Linked DNA regions of Mus musculus: all the other regions are linked to region 2. Evidence: chromatin contacts called from public promoter capture Hi-C data. All regions are on one chromosome and are shown on one strand. Each heading gives the region's core, a stretch centred on a gene start, on an enhancer-like site or on the middle of the called end of the contact. The rest is flanking DNA. Distances are from core to core; before and after follow the strand shown.

The links. Capture Hi-C pulls out chosen DNA fragments and counts their contacts.
Region 1: a promoter capture Hi-C map of adipose tissue shows a contact between it and region 2. The contact joins two enhancer-like sites. A contact is called at or near these places in 21 of 39 promoter capture datasets (the 3T3-L1 cell line, 3T3-L1-derived adipocytes, the C10 cell line and 12 more), 1 of 15 datasets of contacts at CTCF or cohesin (CD8 T cells), 19 of 484 Hi-C or Micro-C datasets (the AML12 cell line, CD8 T cells, the HL-1 cell line and 11 more), 16 of 115 datasets of contacts at active chromatin or transcription factors (the 230-238 cell line, CD8 T cells, craniofacial prominence and 12 more) and 3 of 9 other capture datasets (adipose tissue, embryonic stem cells and liver).
Region 3: a promoter capture Hi-C map of adipose tissue shows a contact between it and region 2. The contact joins two enhancer-like sites. A contact is called at or near these places in 20 of 39 promoter capture datasets (the 3T3-L1 cell line, 3T3-L1-derived adipocytes, the C10 cell line and 12 more), 6 of 484 Hi-C or Micro-C datasets (bone marrow-derived macrophages, cranial neural crest, embryonic fibroblasts and 2 more), 10 of 115 datasets of contacts at active chromatin or transcription factors (the 230-238 cell line, SST interneurons, craniofacial prominence and 7 more) and 4 of 9 other capture datasets (adipose tissue, embryonic stem cells, liver and 1 more).

Annotation. Positions count from the first base shown.
Region 1 is chr7:98,571,930-98,575,422 of GRCm38.p6, reverse strand. No RefSeq gene overlaps it. Among named protein-coding and RNA genes, the nearest start is that of Gm23040, 67 kb to the right of the region's middle. Within about 2 kb of position 1,797, at least 53 of the 459 cell types and tissues checked have an H3K27ac peak or open chromatin away from gene starts, as enhancers often do. A contact at or near this core is called in adipose tissue, heart atrium, liver and 2 more, where this site is marked.
Region 2 is chr7:98,498,292-98,501,561 of GRCm38.p6, reverse strand. It overlaps Lrrc32 (leucine rich repeat containing 32), which reads right to left. Exons shown (of 3, transcript NM_001113379.2): 3 at 1-3,270. The coding sequence ends at 1,556. Among named protein-coding and RNA genes, the nearest start is that of Gm33394, 6.2 kb to the left of the region's middle. Within about 2 kb of position 1,376, at least 42 of the 459 cell types and tissues checked have an H3K27ac peak or open chromatin away from gene starts, as enhancers often do. A contact at or near this core is called in adipose tissue, heart atrium, liver and 2 more, where this site is marked.
Region 3 is chr7:98,600,643-98,603,740 of GRCm38.p6, reverse strand. Emsy (EMSY, BRCA2-interacting transcriptional repressor) reads left to right here. Exons shown (of 20, transcript NM_172280.2): 15 at 994-1,158; 16 at 2,914-3,069. Among named protein-coding and RNA genes, the nearest start is that of Emsy, 54 kb to the left of the region's middle. Within about 2 kb of position 1,775, at least 11 of the 459 cell types and tissues checked have an H3K27ac peak or open chromatin away from gene starts, as enhancers often do. A contact at or near this core is called in adipose tissue, where this site is marked.

The sequences.
Region 1 (3,493 bases), core at 548-3,047, 73 kb before region 2:
CTGGGAGAGAGAATGACAGGGGGTTGGATAGTGTGGGGATGGAATTTTCCAGGGGGTTGAGAAAGAAACCAAACCAAGCAAAGAGCAGAAGTGGGTGGGAGGAGTGGGTTCTTGGAGTGTTGCATGGGCCGTGTGCTTAAATGGACTGTTTTAATGGCTTCATTTGGGAGTACTAAGTTCATTGCCATTATGAGGTCTATGCGTGTCATCATGGTCTCAGGAGGGTTACACCACTAGTTTCCTATGGAGTACTGAGGCCAGACAGGGCAGTGACTTGTCCCCATAGCACATAGCTAGTTCATGACAAAGCTTGTATTAAAGCCCCAGCCAAGTCTGACTTTAGCTCAAGAATTCCTAGTATTTCTGCGTAACAACTGTCCCCTGGTCAGCCAGTGACCCTAAGCTCACCCTGACCCCTCTCTTCCACCCTGCCCCAATAGGAGGCAGGAGGACCTTGTCTCAGGGTCTGGCCGGATCTCCACCCTGCTGAACTCTGCCACATTAGTCTCTAATCACATCTCCTGGCTCCATCAATGAACTGATAGAGCTCTTAGCTTCCTGACAGTCCCCAGTGTACACTCCAACACAGTCCAGGCATGTGGACATCCAAATGGCAGCAGTCAGCCAAGCTGGGGCCCCTGATAGCTAACAGAAGCTAACAACTCATTAAAGAGGAAGGCTGGGCTTAGTGAGAGATCACATCCTGGGGTTTTAGTCACTACCTGACAGGTCTTCCCATCCCTATCCATGGGACAGGGGTAGCCCATCTGCTGGCCTCACCAGGCATCTGTGAGAAAACCAACATTGTCCTTCCTGATTGTATTGCCTACCTCACCCCACCTGGGGGTAAGAGCACCACCACCCTTTTCTGGAGTGAACACCCACATGGAGGGAGGATGGCTTCCTGCATGGGGGGACGCCAGGATGTGGCGATGCTAGTTCAAGGGCCCCTGGATGGGGCTGCCAGGCTCAGGGCTGTCGCTAACACGGTGGCAAACAGAGGATTCCCTCTTCTCTGCCTTGGGTCCCAAGATAGAGCAATCATGGAGAGTAGAGCGTCTCTAACCATAAAGCACGGCGAACTCACAGACCCTGACAATATGCAGGTTCTCCTGTGCAGGCTGGGGCAAGGCTTGAGCCTGTATTTCTAACAAGCTCAGAGCTTGCTGATGCTGCCGGCCCTGCTACCTTGCTTCATGAACCAGCCTCTAGATCAGACATGTGATGCTTATGCGGCTCTGAGATGCCTCCCTCCTTCCTCATTCCAGTCTCCGTTGTTCTGAGGTTCAAAACTCACTGGGAACATGGCCTCCATTCTCTGGGAATCAATCACTCTCTCTCCTGCCTCACTCTCAGGATTGGGAAGGCTACCAAAACTACTTGCTTCAAGGGGGCCACCCTTCTGCTTGGATTATTTTTATTGTTGGTGTTAAAATTGTGTGTGCATGTGTACGTGTGAGTGTACATATGTATGAGTCAGAATTTCTTTTGCCTGGCTGGCTATGATGTCCCCAAAATCCACCTGTCCCCTTCCCACTGACACTGGGGTTATAAACACTCTCCTCCATGCCTGGCCTTTACACATGGGTCTTGGGGATTGAACCCAAGTCCTCAAACTTGCACTTTTCCAACTGAGCAGTCCTCCCTCTCCCCTGCAGCTCCCCCGCCCCCAACTGCTTTTAGTAGGAGGCAGCCGCCCCATCTGCTGAGCTTTTGGGAGCCCAGCACACAGCTTCTTGCTTCACGCACTGATAGGCTGATGAGAGAGTGCCGCTCTGGTGTCTCCATCTCAGAGCCCAGCTCTCTCTGCTTCCTGCTCCTCCCACCATGCCTGTCCACATCAGCAGCTGCCGGAGTGAGATTTATGTACCATTGGAGATTTGTAAAGAAAAGAGGGTGTGTGTTCATAAGGAAGGAAGAAACTAGCATTAAGGGTCCATTGTGTGGCAGGCACATTGGGAAACATCACTTCCGGTCAGCCCTGGGCCCTGGGAGGTGCCCTCGAAGTACCCCCATGCAGTGGGGGTGGGGCCGATGGAGTATGTGATGCTCCAAGGTGACCTGACTCATCAGCAGTGTGAGGAGTGGACAGAGACCAGCCTGGCTGCCGAGCACAGAGAAGGATGCCAGGGCAGGGGTCCAGCTGAGGACGGGGCAAGGGTCCAGCTCAAGAGCCCACAGACTGGCTTGAGCCCCTAGTGTAGCGAGTGGAGTTGGTAGCACAGGCTGGCACACACAGGGAGAGGGGGGGGCGGAGCTTGACTTCTTTCTGAGAGCAGTGGGAGGCAGATAAAGGACCAGGTCAAGGTAGCTGTGACCAGAAGTGCAATGTGTCCATTGAGTGGAGAAGAGGCACACTAACGGGAGTCAGAGGGACGGACCCCAGTGAGCGTCCTTCCACCCCCGGGTCTTAGTCTGCGCGGGCTATATGGAAGATCTCTTGTTTGTCTTCACACAGAGTTGACAAGAACATTCATACTCCTGACTTCCCCTGTCAAGACCCCCAGGAGGGGGAAGCAGAAGGCCCTGTCTTCCCGTTGGAAGATCCAGTCTAGGGAGTATCAGAGGCTTCCCCAAGATCACCCCAGTCCTGCAAGCCGTGTAGCTGTTAGAACTCTGGTCCTAGTGGCTAGAAAGGCCAGGGCCCAGCCTGGGTCAGCTAGGGTTCATCTCCAGGAGCACCGCCCAGCTGGCCTGGCTCAAAATAGCTTTCCAGATGCAAGGACATATTTTATCTTGTTCTGTTTTCCCACATGCACGCACACACACAAATAAACATCCCTGCATCTCAATGGGGCCAGGCTCTGGAGAAGGGGAAGAGAGACTGGGGCCCGGCAGACCGCCTACTGAGAGGCCCAGGTTTCATCCTTCAGTTCCTTTCGCGGGGTCAAGACTTTGCTTCCTGACATGAGTCTGGAAACTCAGGCTGCTTTCCCAGAGGCCACTGGTTTGTTCTTGGGGTCAGGCTGCTCTTTCCCTCAGGGTCACATTCTCCTCAGACATCATGACGCTGACAGGACAATACATGGGGGACTGAAGGGACCATGCATGAGAGAATTAGGAAAAAGACAACACCGGTCTGCCTCATGGTGGGGGTGGGGGCTTCCCAGCCACAGGAAGACCCCGCTGGGTTTCCTCTCTCCCCCAGAAGGTCCTGAAACCCTGGGGAGTGAGAGGTCTCTTTTCACTGAGAGCCTGCCACACACCAGCCACCTCCCCAAATACCATCCCCTTGGCCTTCCTTCTAAGCCCCTGAGGTCTCTGGGATTCATCTGCTCAGGGTTTTGCCATCATGACCAATTTCCCATCCTTAGCTCAAAAGCCTTGATATACATGGACATGCTGGCCCATGAATGCCCACTTGGAGACTGGTAGGTAGAGTCACTGAACTCAGGGCTACTTGTGCCCAGCAACTCAGGGTTGCTAAGGTAAAATAGGCTAGAGGTACAGGTTAAAGTGGATCTCCCCCAAGCACTGGTACCCATGCATGCGA
Region 2 (3,270 bases), core at 127-2,626:
TGGGGTAGAGAGAATGGCGTTTTCGTCTTCTTGTACATTACGGAAGCTCTGGCTGACTGTGGGCCGAGCACAGGGATCTGATGCAGCAGGCTCTGTGACTGGGTCCAGGACTCCCCTTCCTCCCTGCAGCCCACAAGCCTGGAGAATGAGTGGAGACAGTGTGTGTGTGTGTGTGTGTGTGTGTGTGTGTGTGTCCCTATTATTTTTCCATGCCTGGTGAGGACTGGCATGGTAGCTGGCCTTGTCTCGTGCTGTGACTGCTGAGCGTAGGGAAACACGGGTACAGCCGCTGGCATCCAGCTCAGGGCCTTGAGCACACAAAGCAAACCCTCTGCCTTGGCGCAACCGCCCAGCTACTTTTGTTCCCAGTTTTCTTCCATTGACTTGCGTGATTCTGAGCAAGGCCTGCACCTAACTTTCCCTATCTGTTCAGTGGGGAGATTACACTCAATGAGATTTTGGGGAGCAGAAAGAGAAAGGAAGAATTCATACTCTTCTGCAAAGAAGGGACACTGAGGCAGAGAGGCAGAGGGTCTGTGGGCGCCTGTCTGAGAGGGAGGGGGTATATGTAGCAAGTGTGCTTGGATCCTGGTTAGGGCAGGGCCACTTCCTGTCCACTTGACAGCCTGCAGGTACCGCACTGGCAAAGCTTTGGCCCCAGAGATGGGAGGACATGGACTTGATTCATTTTGGCTTCGTCAGCTCTCTGAGCCATGAGGCTCTCAAAGGAGAATGCATAAGGAAATTTGTTTTCTTCTTGTGTATAACCCAGATAACACAGAAACCTCTGAGAGTTGGCTTGACTTTGCCTCTGCAGCTGCTAAGCTGAACCAGATAGCTGAGGCTCTCCCTCTTGGCTCAAAAGTCAGGGTGGGGCTGGGATAGAAGGAGGCCTGAGCAGGGGGTTGGGGAACAGGCAGCACCAGGGTCAGTGTGTGTGTGATACAAGAGTGCACTGGAGAGAAGGCCTGTCCAAAGCAGGACACAGGACGGCCCAGGCCTGCGTGGAAGCCTAGGTGATCACACTTTAAGCTGGTGCAGCCCCTAGCCTAGGAGCCTAGACTTAAGACCTCTGGGGAGAGGTTCTGGCTCTCTCTTCAGGTCACAAGTTCTTCATTTCCAGAGAGGCTGAAAGTCATTATCAGCAGATGCGACAGAGCTCGGGGTGGAAAGGACTCAGACAAATCCTCTCACGGGCTGGCTCTCCTGCTCTAAGTCAGGGTGGGTTCTCCATGTCCAGCCTACTGCTTCCCCACCTCAAGCCTATGTGGTCACTGTGTGGTTCAGTGACGGCCTCTCTTGCCTGAGGATAGGCATGTGTTTCATTTACTAGTACCCGGAGACGGGTGTGGCCTGAAACAGATACTCAGCGTCGAGCTGTCGGTTGGCATCCTCTGTGCAGTAAACTGCCCCACTTCGAGCTGCACAGCTGGCCCACAGATGCAGCCTGGGAAGGAACCTGCCCACGCGGCAGTGTGCAGGACACCAAGTCCCTGGTCACTGAGTAACCTGAGTTGGACCCCAACTTCTCTGCCCCTCTGGCTTCCCGAGCCTGTCAGGCTTTGTATTGTTGGCTGAGCTTCTGCCGGCGGAGGAAGCAGATGGTGGCCAGCGTGGTGAGGACGATGGCAGAGACCAGTGTGAAGCTGAGGAGGAGGATGAGGTTGACATTCTTCAGCCCTCCCTTCTCGCAATCCTCTGGACGCACTAGGCTCAGGGACAACTCCTCCTGGGAGCCAAAGCGGCAGATTAGGTCCTGAGTAGCATCCACATCCACTCTGCCCTGGTGCAGCTGGGCCGCCAGCCAGCCATTGCCACAGCAGCTGAGTGGATTTCCCTGCAAGTACAGCCGCCGGAGACTGGTCTCCAGGCCACCCATGGCATTGCCTGGCAGGAGGCTGAAGCTGTTGTTCCGCAGATCTAGCACCTCCAGGGACACAGCCCGCGTCCAAGCGGGCAGGTGGCTTAACTGGTTCTCAGCAAGGTTAAGGCGCTTGAGACGGAGAAAGCAGGGCAAGTCCACTCTCAAGACAGTCAGCCCGTTGCCTTGAAGCTCCAGTACCTCTAAGGATGCCTCCAGGCCCACCAGGGCTCCCGTGGCCACATCCAGACCAGGATTGGTGGAGAGGTCCAGCTCTGTAAGTGGGGTGTGAAGGAAGCTGCCCGCCCTGAGCATTCCCATCGAGTTCCCTGCCATGTTAAGAACATGAAGGGTGGGGATCCCAGAGAAGTCCACACAGCCCGGGGGACCTGGTTCTGCTGGCCCCCCACAGGGACTGACCTGGTTCCCCTGTAGGTTTAGCCTCTGCAGGCTGGCCAGGCTGGCAAAGGTATAGGGTGGAAGTTCTTGCAAGGCATTGTCCTGCAGAAGCAACGTCTGCAGGGACCCTAGGACTTTGGTACCCAGTTCTAATGCTTCCAGCACATTGTGGCTCAAGTCCAAAAGCACCAGGCAGGGCAGGGAGTCCACTTGTCGAGCCTCAAAGGATCGCAGGCAGTTTCTGCTGAGGTTGAGGAAGCGCAGGGAGGTCAGGTGTTCAAGAAAGCTAGCAGGGACCAGTTCGATCTCATTGTAACTCAGATCCAGGTTCAGGAGCTGGGAGAGAGGGTGGGTGCTGGCATTCCGGCTGGGGTTGGACAGTGGAGAGGCTGACCAGCCTTCAGAGGGTGCGTGGAGGTCCTCACTGCCCCGGGGCAGCCCCGCAGGGAGCTGGATGAGGTTGTTAGACACATTCAGGTAGATGAGTCTCGGGAACACGGCCAGGTCAGGGAAGTGGAGCAGCTTGTTCTCCCGGAGGTCGAGCCAGGCCAACTGGAACTGGGCCTGTGGTTCCGGGGCCGTCTGGAAGGCCTCAATGCTGTTGCAGCTCAAGTCTAGTACCTGCAGCTGCTGGAGGCTGAAGTCTGAGATGCAGGTGAGGGAGTTTCTGGAGAGATTGAGGTGAGTCAGGTGGGGCAGGGCCTCAAAGGCACCGTCCTCGATATCCATGAGGACATTGCTGTGGAGGTCTAATTGCTCCACCGCTGGCATACCCCAGAAGGTGTGGCGTGCCAGGCGAGTGAGGCTGTTCTCCGCCAGTGAGAGCGTACGCAGCCTCGGGGTCTCACCCAACAGTCGCTCCACCAGATTGCCATGCAGGCTGTTCCCAGACAGGTCCAGGGAGACCAAAAGGGGCAGGCGGCCCAGACCACCACTGTTGAGAGCCATGCCTGTGGCAAGCCGATTGTGGGCCAGGTTAAGGTGCTCCAGGTAGGGCAGGGCCTGGAAGA
Region 3 (3,098 bases), core at 526-3,025, 100 kb before region 2:
TTATACAATATCTAGGCAAAATGGTACAACCTTCTAGCTTTATAGAGAACTGTTAAATATGTGTTGCTTAATATGATTCACATTTTTTATTTACATGTGCTGAAATTTATTTTCAAATCAACCAAAGATCTTAGAATTGAATTTTCAGCCAAACCCCCAACAACCTCATTTCTACTGACTTTTATAGTTTATGAAGCTTAGTTACATATGATCATGTAGCTTATACTGATATTTCAGTCAGTAATGTGTGCATATATACACATAACCATACATATACATATGATAACAGTAATAGGGTGTGCCATATGGCCTTCCTCTAGCAAGCTATTTCTTCTGAGTGTGTGAGGATTGCCTATGGTTCTTCTCAGAATGTATTACTGTTGTTAAGCAGCCCAGACTATCATTGCTTTACCCACCCCTTGTTCCTATTAAAGAGCAGAGCTAAAACCCAAAGAATCAACTTGCTAATAAGTGACAGGCTTCCACTCGTCACGTTACGTCATTTTGTTTCTAGACTGTCTTTTCTTACTGTCAGTAATTCAGCAAAATATTCCCCAAGTACTTAGGCTTCCTATAGAAATCTTTTCATGTACATTGGGAAAAACCAGTCTCCTATCTATAACATTTTGTTTTTGGTGAACACAAGCACTCACCTATATAGATGCTCACCCACGTAGACAGCAGTTAGCATATTGAGTTGTACTTTGTCTTTTTACATGTTCGTCTTTTCAGACAGACTGTGTGCTTCTTGAGCCTTCTTGAACTATTTTGTGAGTTCCTTTAAGTCCTTTAAATATAGATCCTGATGCATAGGTGTCTAGTGTCAAATAAATGTGTGAGTGAATAGAGTCAATGCCTTCTGGGACCTCACAGTCTTCTTAGAGAAGTCAAGGTTGACATGTACATTAAATACAAAGATAAACATAAATATTGCTTTATTTTAAGAGAAACTTTGTTTATAGGGTTTGTTTTTTTTTAACTAATATAAAACAGATTCCCAGCCTGTAGTTCATGTAATTGCTTCCCGGCGTCAGGATTGGTCAGAACATGAGATTGCAATGGAGACTAGCCCCACCATAATATATCAGGATGTATCCAGTGAATCACAATCAGCCACTTCAACAATCAAAGCTCTGTTAGAACTCCAACAGACAACAGGTATGAATTCACATGCTCAGCTGAATGAAGCGTGTTTTCTCTAGAGACCGCTGTTACATAGTTTTTATAAATTTTTCCCCCTCTGGACTTATCTGTAATTATTGGTACAGTTTATTGTTCTTTTAGATGTACATAGGAGTATGAAGCATAGACAGAGTGTTGTCATTAGAACAGAGATAGAGTAGACAGAGTGACTTCTACTTCAAATGGAGAATCCTCTTGCCAGCAGTGGGAAGGGGGTTGTCACTTATAAGCACAAATGCAGGACAAGGATAGGTGTAGCCCAGTTGCTGGGTATATTTAGGAATGTCCGGACAGATCGAAGGGTCCTGCTTTGCTCATAGATACTGTCAGACCAATTGTGTACCATAAAACACCATTAGACTTGCTTGTAAACATTCTCATGCTCTCACCTTATTTTCAGATTTATTTATTTGTGTTTAAGTTATTTGCTAGAGTGTCTGTATTTAATAGGATACTATCAGTTCTTCTAGTTACTAAATATCTTCAGTAGATTCTAGGACAACTCTATGTAAGTTATACTGGCTTTTTGTTATAATAGGGCAACAATTATGCAACTATTTTATGGGTTGTAGTGATGATCTCATCTGACCCTTTCCTGTTTTGAGGAAGTTAGCAGAGACTGAGAAAAGTTGATGGCCAGGGCCGGATCTGCTTGTGGGATCGCAGCAGGACTCTAGATGTGGTTTCTGTGTTTAAAATGATTGTTTTGCCTTTGTCATAGTCTGCGCTTGGTGGGAGCAGCCTTTAGTGGACTTACTTAGTAGCGTTTATTGTAATTCTGTGCTGTACTCTATACTCATTGGATAGAAATGTAGAGTATTCCTTCTGCTAAATGTTTTTAGCCTTTGACACCTTTTTTTCCAGCTGTTTGTATTTGAAAAAATTTAACCATTTTTATCGATCATTCATGTAGATAGAAATGTTGAGTGAAGAGATTTTGTTGAAGAAGTGGTAAGAAGAGTAAAAAAGATGCATCTTAACATATACCATTATTAGTTACAGGCTGTTTTATCAGAAATTTTAGCCATACAGAAGCAGAGCACCTAGTCTTTCCTAACAGTGAAAAGCTTTATGCTTTATTCCTTTAAGAGTCATTAAGGACTTGTAACAGTTTTTTGGCCAAATTTGTACACACACACACACACACACACACACACACTGACAGGGTCTCATTTTGGCCTGGATATAGCCCAGGTCAGCATTGAACTCAGCAATCGTCCTTCCTCAGAAAAGGTTCTATGAATTTCCCTCCTTATTCTGGGGCTCAAACTCAAGACCATGCGTATGCTGGACAAGCACCCAGTGTCTGGATAACATTCCCAGACCCTTGGATTTTTAGTAAGTCAAATGAACTAACCAATGGGAAGTGCTACTCTGGGATATGCTCTAGAGCAGGTCAAGCTGATGTGAACTGAGTGTGCCAGGGATTACTTTGAATACAAAGGAAATAACATCCTAGGAGGAGTGAAAGAAAAAAAAAGAGAGAAACAGCTGGCTGGCCTGGAGTAATGGGGGGACTTGAATGTGATTGCATATGAATTATTGTAGGCTGCTGTTACATAGGCTGTAGTCTATACAACCATACAGAGCAGTCTGCAGTTTCCAATTCATTGTTTTCTTAGCCACTAATGGTAGGACACCCCAGAGGTCTGGTTCATTATTCCCATAGACAGCTCTGGTTTTAGTACTTGTTTATAATAAAAGTAACTTTTCCCCGACTTTTTTATGCAGTAAAGGAAAAATTGGAATCTAAACCAAGACAACCCACTATTGACTTGAGTCAAATGGCAGTACCTATTCAGATGACCCAGGAAAAGAGACATTCTCCTGAGAGTCCATCCATTGCTGTGGTAGAGTCAGAACTAGTTGCTGAATACATCACCACGGGTAGGTGTCCTCTTAAAACATAGTAATAA